2 separate regions of the Mus musculus genome follow, and region 2 is linked to region 1. A link is a contact called in public Hi-C data. All regions are on one chromosome and are shown on one strand. The core of a region is the stretch at or near the end of the contact, and the rest is flanking DNA. Distances in the headings are between cores, read along the strand shown.

The links. Hi-C and Micro-C count contacts between places; a contact is called where the count stands out from the background.
Region 2: a Hi-C map of ventricular fibroblasts shows a contact between it and region 1, with 7 times the contacts expected there. The contact joins two enhancer-like sites. A contact is called at or near these places in 13 of 484 Hi-C or Micro-C datasets (3T3-L1-derived adipocytes, the AML12 cell line, adipose-derived mesenchymal stem cells and 6 more) and 3 of 115 datasets of contacts at active chromatin or transcription factors (bone marrow-derived dendritic cells, fibro-adipogenic progenitors and liver).

What each region holds. Positions count from the first base shown.
Region 1 is chr4:100,310,604-100,315,614 of GRCm38.p6, reverse strand. All of the region lies in intron 2 of Ror1 (receptor tyrosine kinase-like orphan receptor 1), which reads right to left. Among named protein-coding and RNA genes, the nearest start is that of Gm35760, 80 kb to the left of the region's middle. Within about 2 kb of position 3,589, at least 13 of the 459 cell types and tissues checked have an H3K27ac peak or open chromatin away from gene starts, as enhancers often do.
Region 2 is chr4:100,399,832-100,405,416 of GRCm38.p6, reverse strand. All of the region lies in intron 4 of Ror1 (receptor tyrosine kinase-like orphan receptor 1), which reads right to left. Among named protein-coding and RNA genes, the nearest start is that of Gm35760, 9.2 kb to the right of the region's middle. Within about 2 kb of position 3,281, at least 20 of the 459 cell types and tissues checked have an H3K27ac peak or open chromatin away from gene starts, as enhancers often do.

The sequences.
Region 1 (5,011 bases), core at 2,340-4,839:
CACAAATTCTGAAACAGAAGTGTGCATACCGCCAGTGGAAAAGCAAACAAAAGCAGCTAATGTACTGTGGCTAAAAAAATTTTCAAACAAAGTGGCAGTAATTTACTGCCCTTGCTCTTAGCAGGACCCCAGGAACATAATCAGAGCCCCCAGGACTGATGGGAGAGGGTGATTTACAGTAAGTGTCAGGATAATAAAAGAAAATGAAAAAGCAAATTGTGCATGAACACGAACACTGTATTTCAGTGCTTTCAGCAACTGAATCAAATTTCCAGCCAGAATTTCTGGGTGAAACTTAGAAGTCCCTCAAGAAGTAAACTATGAGCCAACCAGTGACCATGCTTGGACACTGCCCCAGTCAGGCTGATGACATCATCAGTGCTGAGAGATGACAGTGATTCAAAAGACACACTTTGTAATTGGAGCAGCAGTGAAGCAGAGGGAAGAACTGGGTTCAAATCCTGAGTCTCTCCCTTGTCTCCTCAGACAGACATTCTTTCAGATGTGAAGCTCATGTAGTTCTGCTGCCTCAGACTGCCATGTGGGTCACACGAGGTACACCAAGTTCATGGAGCATGGTCTAAATGCTCAGCAGGCTGCAGGAACAGGGGAGATTATGGAGAAGGGAGAGGAGCTTTTCACCCAGAGCCTGACTGAAGCCTCTCACCAGCTAAGCAGCAAGAATTCCAACACAACTTACATTTGCTGTAAGGGCTGCCTCCACAGAGTCGCTGTCCTTTTGTGCACAGATATTTAATGTTAAAGCAACAATGAGCTAGGCTTAAGGCTGGAAGGTATAGGGCCCTGAGAGGAGAGCCTCATTTCTTTCCCTAGATATAACTGGAGGATCTAAAGCAAACTGACACTGCCCTGGATCCCTGCGGGTTAGATTTTGAACTAATCAATTGAAATCCTATTAGGTGTCCCTCAGGAACTACTGTGTAACTTCAGCTAGGTTTCCTAGCAACCCCTTAAATACAATAACTTCAAACCCCACCAAAATCCCATACAACTACTGTGCTAACACCATCACAGTACTCTGTACCATCACAGTACCCACACCCTCACAGTATTCATGCCATCACAGGATTTACTACATCACAGTGCTCACACCACCACAGTGCTCACACCACCACAGTACTCACACCCTCACAGTACTCACTCCATCACAGTACTCACTCCATCACAGTACTCATACCATCACAGTGTTCACATCATCACAGTACTCACACCCTCATAGTACTAACACCATCACAGTACTTACTCCATCATAGTACTCACACCATCACAGTGCTCACACCATCACAGTACTTACTCTATCATAGTACTCCATCACAGTACTCACTCCATCACTGTACTCACACCAATGCAGGACTCACACCATCACAGTGCTCACACCATCACAGTACTTACTTACTCCATCACAGTACTCACTCCATCACAGTACTCACACCAATGCAGGACTCACACCATCACAGTACTCACACCATCACAGTGCTCACTCCATCACAGTACTCACACCATCACAGTACTCACACCATTGCAGGACTCACACCATCACAGTACTCACTCCATCACAGTACTCACTCCATCACAGTGCTCACTCCATCACAGTACTCACACCATTGCAGGACTCACACCCTCACAGTACTTACTCCATCACAGTACTCACTCCATCACAGTTGCTCACACCCTCACAGTGCTCACACCATCACAGTACTTACTCTATCATAGTACTCCATCACAGTACTCACTCCATCACTGTACTCACACCAATGCAGGACTCACACCATCACAGTGCTCACACCATCACAGTACTTACTTACTCCATCACAGTACTCACTCCATCACAGTACTCACACCAATGCAGGACTCACACCATCACAGTACTCACACCATCACAGTGCTCACTCCATCACAGTACTCACACCATCACAGTACTCACACCATTGCAGGACTCACACCATCACAGTACTCACACCATCACAGTACTCACTCCATCACAGTGCTCACTCCATCACAGTACTCACACCATTACAGGACTCACACCATCACAGTGCTCACACCATCACAGTAGTAACACCATGACAGTACTCACACCCTCACAGTACCTACTCCATCACAGTACTCACTCCATCACAGTTGCTCACACCCTCACAGTGCTCACACCATCACAGTACTTACTCTATCATAGTACTCACTCCATCACAGTACTCACTCCATCACAGTACTCACTCCATCACAGTACTCACACCCTCACAGTATTCATACCATCACAGGACTCACGCCATCACAGTGCTCACATCATCTCAGTACTCACACCCTCACAGTACTCATACCTTTACAGTACTCACACCACCATACTACTCTGCACTATCACAGTATTCACATCATCACAGTACTCACTCCATCACAGTACTCATGCCATCACAGTGCTCACACAATCACAGTGCTCACACCATCACAGTACTCACTCCATCACAGTACTCACATCATCTCAGTAATACAGAATAGGTTTTTAAATAAAACCCCTTTGAATTTTTCACCCTTATTTTTAAAATTGATAGCAAAGAACAAAGTCTGTTAACTGAGAATTTCACCTTGAGGTTTTGATGGGACTGTAGCCAAGCTAATCCTGCCTTGATACTCTCCTCTGAAGCCTGATGGGATTGTGCCTTTGGTCTGGTCCCATGACAGTTCAGAACACCCCCGAGAGGCTGTGCGTTTGGGGCTGATCTGGTCCTACTCTTGCCACAAAAATCCTGATGGACTGTGTGATTCACTTGTCATTCTGGGTCAGATCTGTTAAACACATGCAAGATCAAGCATGATTCCCGAGAAACATCAACTTTATATTCTCATTTTGAGGATATTTCTACCTTGCACATGCGCGCACTCGCGCGCGCGCGCGCGCGCACACACACACACACACACACACACACACAGGCATACACACACACAAATCATCATTCCCCTCCCCCATATCATTCTCAGAAACAATGTATGTTGCATAATAAAAATATAAGAGAAGGTGAATGTCTGTTTTTCCTGAGAAAAGAAGCCAGGAAGAAAAAGGTGAGACAAAAGGGCTCCTTTTGAATGTTCCTGACAGTTGGTTCTATATTGTCACCTTTCATCTAACAAGGGGGAGGGGACCAAGAGTAGAGAAGAATTGGATCGCACAGACCTGAACACTACCCATATCGCCAGCACCACATACATGGATAAGGGCTTATGCCCAAATTCAAGGCTTCCCAGTGGATGAGAGGAAAGCTGAGCCAAACCATCTGGGTTGTGAGACAGAGATTCATGGCCATTCTAAATTTATCTGTGAAGTAATAGCAGAACGCACATCAGCTCACATGGAAGGCCCAGTTCTCTTAAGCACTAAAACTAATGTAGCCAAATATGAGATACTGCAGACGCAAAGGGTTATGTATTCGGATGGGACAGCCATCCTTCACATCCTTAGACTTCCCAACTGGGATGCATTTACATGAACAAACACTTCTGGGATGATAGGAACTGCACTCTGGGAAGATCGTGATGGCCCGCATTCTTATGGGGGAGACACTTTCACACATGAATCACCCCAGGAAAATGGCAGTTGCTTCAGGATGTTGGCTGCCTGCCCCAGGAGCTGACGCTGAGGGAGCAGTCTAGAGGGACCCACCTTCAGCACGGAATGTCATCAGGATAGTGAAGCTAAGTACCCCATCCCTCTGACTTCCAGAGTCCAGTGACGACTCTGGCATATTTTCTTTCTCTCCCCAGACAGCTCAGACTTTGGTTGAAAAACACTGCTCCTATTATCCAGAACCAAGTCAACTCTTACAAGAAGAGACATTCCCAAAGCAGTGCCCTCCGGACTTTCATAAACTCGACAGGAGAACAATGCACAGGATGATTTAGTGACAATTTGTAATAATCTCAGTAAGAGTTTTATAATAAATCTTTTTTCATAAAATGATGGAAAAGGGAGGATTTGTGAGTCTGTTTCCATTAAACTCACGTCAAAGACATGCCAAGAATTCCCAAGGTATACAATTTAAAAGTGGAAGAAAACTGCAAAATTAGCCAAAGAATGTCCCCAGCTCTGGTCTAAATTTTAAATGTTCTCCAAAGGTCATGTGTTAAAGGCTTTGTCCCAGCCCTGTGGTATTACTCAGAGATAGTGAAAACTCTAAGAAGCATGGTCTAGTGGGTTGACTTTAGGTCACTGAAGCATGTCCTTGACTGGATATTAGGACCCTAGGCCTGTCCCTGCTGCTAGATTCCTGGCCAACATGATGCTTGGATTCACTGTGCTCTCCCTAATCTATGATCTGCTGCACAATAGACCCCAAAGCAGTGGAACTAAATGCACTGTCCCTATTTGTAGTCAACTTGGTACAACCTATCACCTTGGAACAAAAAGTCCCAATGAAGAATTCTTTATATTGGCTTGGTCTCTGAACAGGTTTGTGCAGTCTCTTAACTGGTATGAAAAGACCTAGTCCACTTGTGGGCAGCACCATTCCCTAGGCAGAGGATCCCGAACTATATGAGTGGAGAAATAAAGCTGATTACAAGCACACAACTGAGCATGTGCATATTGTTACTCTCTGCTCTGGACTTTGAGTGTGATGTGACCAGCTGTCTTGAGTTCCTGGTGTTGTGCTGTCCCCCTAGTAATGGACTGTAACCTGGAATTGTGAGCTAAAATTGAGCCCTCCTCCTTTAGGTGGCTTTTGGTCAGGGTATTTTATCACAGCAGCAGAAATGAACAAAGATGCTCAGTGTCTCTAAGTCCTAGCTTCCTGGAAACCAGTAGGAATGTATCATTGGTATAAGGTACTATTTATGTTGTCTAGTATGTGGAAGTTACTCTATAATCATTCAGAATTATTGCTAATTTTATTATTATATTGATATGATTAATGTTGACAAGAAAGCTTATTCTGTGGTAAACCATGAGAACAATACATGCCATTTGGTGATATCAATGTTTCTTACAAGCCTCATCTAACTA
Region 2 (5,585 bases), core at 2,032-4,531, 90 kb before region 1:
AAGCTAAACTTCTTACCACTTTTCAAGTTCAAGACTCCTAAAAGTACTAAATATTTCTTCTTTTTCAAACTAAAGTGAGATTCAACTGGTTGGCTGCCCATTTCCAATCACCTGTTCACAGTTGCAGGTGTACTGGATTTTATTTTTATTATTATGCCCAGAACTTCTGCAATTTTGACCACTCTCTCTGGGACAGAGATTTCTTAACGAAAGAAAAAACAAAAACAAAACAAAACAAAAAAACCCCAAACCCAAAACAAGCAAGTGAGTATGCATTGCATCTGAGCAACTTTCAGCCTTGGCTGTATGTTAGGCTTTCTGCAGAAACACTTGAGATGGCTCAACTGCTAAAGCTGCTACCTACAGGCTGGACCATCTGAGCTCTGTCAACCCTTGGAAACTCCCTGTCTCCACCATGTAAGTAGAAGAAGAAAGCTGATATCACAATGTTGTCCTCTAACAACAGAAATGTGGTAGCATGCCTACCCAAGTACACCACACATATAACAACAACAACAACAACAGCAGCAGTTCTTCCAGAGGAGCCTGGTTCAGTTCCCAGCACCCTCATGGCAGCTCACAACTGTTTGTAACTCCTGGTTCTGACACTCTCACACAGGCATATGTACAGGCAAAACATCAAAGCACATAAAATAAAATAAGTTAAAAAGGTGAGAGAGAAAGAACAGTTCAACGCTTCCTAGTCCTTAGGCCCCACCTCCTGTCTATGGGGTCAAACTGTCAGGCTGAGCCTCTAGAATCTACTTTGCTCCAAGCAATGCCGCCCAGCTCCTCCCCTCTTTTATGGAGGGATAGTTCCAGCTCCGAGAAGTTAAGTGATTCCCTGGGATATGCAAAGGCAGTAGGTGATAGCCAGGGTTGAACTGCACTTATGAGCTCAGGCCACTTTACTGTATTGTCAGGTCTGTAACAGTTCTGTGCCTCGGGACTGCTGAGGACTAAATCTATTCACAAGACGTTATAGCAAGTTTTTATTCTGTCTGAGGCACTGCAGATTTCATATGCTTATAAAATACATGTCAAGCCATTTAATAGACAAGAGGATTATGAAGCACGTAGAGGTGTGACTGCTCCCATTTTGGAAATATAGGAGAACATGATGAGGAACAGCGATGTGTAGCTAGTTCTGCCTTCCCTTTACGGTGTGAGTAGCAGCCATGGGGCTGGCTGGTCTCCTACCAATCAAGACCCAGCCACCCTTTCCTTTGCCTTTAGCAGTGGGCGATCTACTAGCATGTACTTCTCCTGATCATGTCTCTTGCTCTCTACCTAAAAACAGGATGCACCAAGGTAGCACAGTCAGGGTGCTGTTGTGGAGTCATGCCACTATCTATCAGGAAGCAACAGGCATTGGGAAAGGGCACCAGGAACCCACTGTTGCCACCTGGATGCTGACTGCATGCTGAGTGATGGTTTCCCTGTGTCTCTCCAACGTCCTTCAGACCAGATGCTGGTTCCTCAACTTTGACCACCAGCGCAGTTCCTATGTGGGGTCCAGCAGAGCAAGGGTCTACCCTTTTTCAGTGTGAAGGACATGGGGCTGCACAAAGGGACAGGGCAGTGAGTGGACGGTGGACTGTCTCTGTAGGATGTTCTTCCTGGGACATGTGGTGGTCACTTGAAAGTGACAATCAGCTGCAAAGTAAAAAGAAGGCCACAGAATGGGGTGGAGGCCGGGACTGGGGTAGGAGGTGGGGCTGGAGTAGGGGGAGGGGGAACTTTGCTATGGATTGATTGGCAAAGGAATCACTGAGCAACTCCACAGGGAAGAGGGACTGAACAATTCTGGGTTTAAAATGGCTAACAAGTTCATGGGGAAAATAATATCACTAATCTTCATAAAATGCAAAGCCACCATGAAATAGTACCTTACTCCAGTCAGAATACTCATTATAATCACTGAACAAAAACTCTGCTGAGAATGTAGAGAAAGGAAAACTCCCATATACTATCAATAAACATGTAAATTAGTGCATTTTGTACATAATAATAGATTACTGGAAACTAAAGGTAGAAAACGACCATAGGGATACAGAAATTCCACAGCTGCTGAATGAATATATATATATATATATATATATATATATATATATATGTATATATATAATGTATTTTGAAAATGTAATGTATATGTTAATCCACATTGATGAATGAATGGGTACATCTGTCTGTCTGTCTATCTGTCTATCTATCTATCTATCTATCTATCCCTTTATAGATCAACCAAGTTTTACTGATGAATGGATGTGTGTGTGTGTGTGTGTGTGTGTGTGTGTGTATGTGTGTGTGTGTGTGAATGAATAGCATTTAGAGATGAAAAATAATGAAATGCTGTCATTTGTGGCAACACGGATTGAAGTGAAGGACATAAGACACATAAGTCAGGCATGTGGCATGTTCTTGCTTTTGCATGGGAGCTAAATGAGTTGAGCCTATACGAATAAAGGGTGGAATTATAGTCACCACAGATAGGCGATTGGTTTGGGTGAAACAGAGAAAAGTTGGTGATCGGGTACAGAACACGGCTAGATGAGAGGAGTCAGATCCAGTGTTCTCTAGCAAAGTGGCGTGGCTCCAGCTAAGTGGTGTATTTTATAATTTAGCATCGCTAGAAGAAAGGATTTTGAATATTTCCAACACAAAACAGAAAAATGATAAATGAGACCCAGGGTCTGGTCTGATGTATACAGTATATATACTGTATACATGCATTAAAACAACACGGAACACTCCACAAATACGCAGAAGTATGTGTCAATTGAAATCTTTTCAAGAAGGGTGAAATGTGATCTCACCAAGAATCCAAGTGAGGGGCCCCAAACCGTTCCAGGGTCAGCAGAAGCTCGCCAGAGACAGAGAAGGGGAGAATCAGTTATGATCCAATACAGTTTCCAAAGTTACTGCCTGTCCTGGAACGTCTTCATTTCCCCAAGAGGAAACAGGACAACGAGCTTGGCGAGCTGTCCTCCAGGAGGAAGTGACACAGTATGTCCTACAGGCTTTAATAGCACATACCGTTTTTGTGACACACAACTTTTGGTGAAGCGGCATCTGGACAGGTGCAGACGGGCGGGGATAAGGCGAGGGCCAGCAGTCTCAAGCAGGCTTTAGCTTGGGATGGTTGCAAGAAGGTGATGGGTGAGATGTGAGGTTCTCTCACAGACTCTGCTTTGTAAAGACCAGTCGGAATGTGAGCATCAAAGAGAACGATGTGTTCACATACCTAACCCCTAGGGTCAATATTCAGAGTGAGCCAATCAGGGTATGTCAGCCCAGGGACCTGATGGCTCACCCAGGAGACCAGTGATTATTAGTCTGGGACTCTATGAACCCTAATATCTGGGATGCCATTGTGAGCACAAGAAGTTCTGAGGTGACTGTGTCAAGTCCTGTGATGGGATCCCACCCCTGGGCACAGACAGTGAATGTCTGTCCCCCTTCGAGAAGCTGGCCTGAACCCCACTCCACATCTTAGATTTTTGCTTTAAAAAATTAAATCAAATTTCAAGGTTTTTCCTGCTCTTGGCTAGGAACCATTAAAACAAACAGAAGAATACTGTTTTGCCATAGTTTCCAGAAACACACGTCACAGTGACTGTGTCTAACTCAGTGGTGGGAAGGTTCAGGCCGTGCTTCAGGGTGGGGCTGGGAATTCACAGCTGCAGTGTACTTGGAAGGAGAGCAGAATTCCCTGGGCTTGTAGCTCACAAATGTAATCCAAAGGAAAATGAGGCATGTAATGTATTTAGTTCCTATTTAAGGACACACTTAAAACCAAAGGACCGCACGGGTGCAGTATTAAAAGATAGGGAGACACTAACGGGAACAAGGGGCCTCAGCTTCTTTAGTTAACTGAGGTTTCCGTGGTCAGGTATGCCTCACCTTCCCAGAGGTTCTTAGATGTTTCCAGTTTTCCTGCTGCGAGGGTCTCCTTCACCTCTGATGTCAGGCTGATGCCAGGAAGCCAGAGGTGACAGCTGGAGCCCTGCCAAGCACAGGGCCCCCATGTTCTATCAGAAATCCTTCACTTAAGCTTTGGTGTGTCTCCAATAACAAACAACCAAATCACTCCCTAAAATCTCCCACCGAGGATAACGGGACTTTGGAATATTATGCAACTCACACAAGCCTGTCTGGGCAGATTTCCTACCACAAACATTACTAGGATTTGATTTGATTTCCCCTGCCTTTTCTTTTATGTCTTTGGCCATGGACTGAAATACTTGGTTTGTGGAAAGAGGAACTCAGGAACTTTTAAAGAGCTTTAAGGGCTCTTTTATATGTAAATAAAGACCTGAAAGATTAAAAAAAAAAAGAGTTGTAAGGGCATCTTACTGTTCAAGAGTAGAGCAAAGCCCACTCTGTGCTTTTATTTTCGGTTTGGTCTGAGCTTTGTCTCGCACTCCTGCTGATGGTAGCTACAGAAGGCTTCAGGCAAAGCAATGGAAAGACAAAGGCATATCCAGTCCCTGGGTCCCCAGAAAGCAACAGGGAGAGATCACATCACACTTAGAATGTCAAGAACTTTAAGGTTGGAAAAGGGAGGTTCTTCCTGCCAGCCTGGGAGGACCCAGGAAAATGGTTTGATACCCTCTTGACCCAGGACACCCCACAGAAACCATACAGTGAAGGGGCTTAGCTCTGTGTCCATTGTATTATATTTATCTGTGAACCTTGCCCAAGCCCTCAAGAGTATGTGTTTTCAAAGTGGCACAAGTATCTGAAAGATGTCATTTGAAATAAGCGACATGTGCCATCCCAACAGCACAATGGTGGGGCTGGAAAGTGTACATAGGCCATGCCATGGGCTTGAACTCAGAGCTGGTGGCCTCAAGGCAGTGCTGGAATTTTGCTACACGTGCTTAAGAGTTGTGTAGACTGCTGAGCCTGTGACGTTTCTGGTCAATGAGAAAGCCCCCAAGCTGTGTTCCCTGGATGTACATGAGATCTCGGCCACACTTGAGATGGTCCTCACCAGAAAGGGACCCAGAGAGTAGGTAACACAGAAGAAAAGATATTCCATCAGACCCTGAAGAACAACACCTGGGTCCCACCCCTCTTACCTATGCATGGACTTGTCCCTTCCCTACTGGCCTTCTTATCACACTAATGAATGATAGCATCTCTCATCAGTGAACACACTCATCAACCGGCTCATGACCCTGCTCAGCTGTCTCCGCATTTTTCTTCAGCTTTTGATAGCAACATTTCTCTTTACAAAGGCCACCCCAAGTCTCTAGCTCTCCCATTTGGCTTAGATTGTCCAGTCTTCTGAATGAGCTTGCCCTTGACGCCAGGGACCAGCAGCAGCCTTGGACTCAGCTGACCCTTCCCTTAGGAGGCACTCTCCTCCCATTGGCTCCCAGGATTCTATTCCTTTCCGTTCATTTGTTTCCATTCATGGTTCAAGATCCCAGTGGTGAGAGCTGGGCTCAAGGCTGCTGAGACTTCTTTCTGTCCTTGTTCTCTGCTCCACTCCTTTGATTTAAACAACCAGCTCTCCACCCACTGCAAACTCCTCTGAGGACTTGACCTCCCATCTCCAGTGAACACTACTCTTTGAA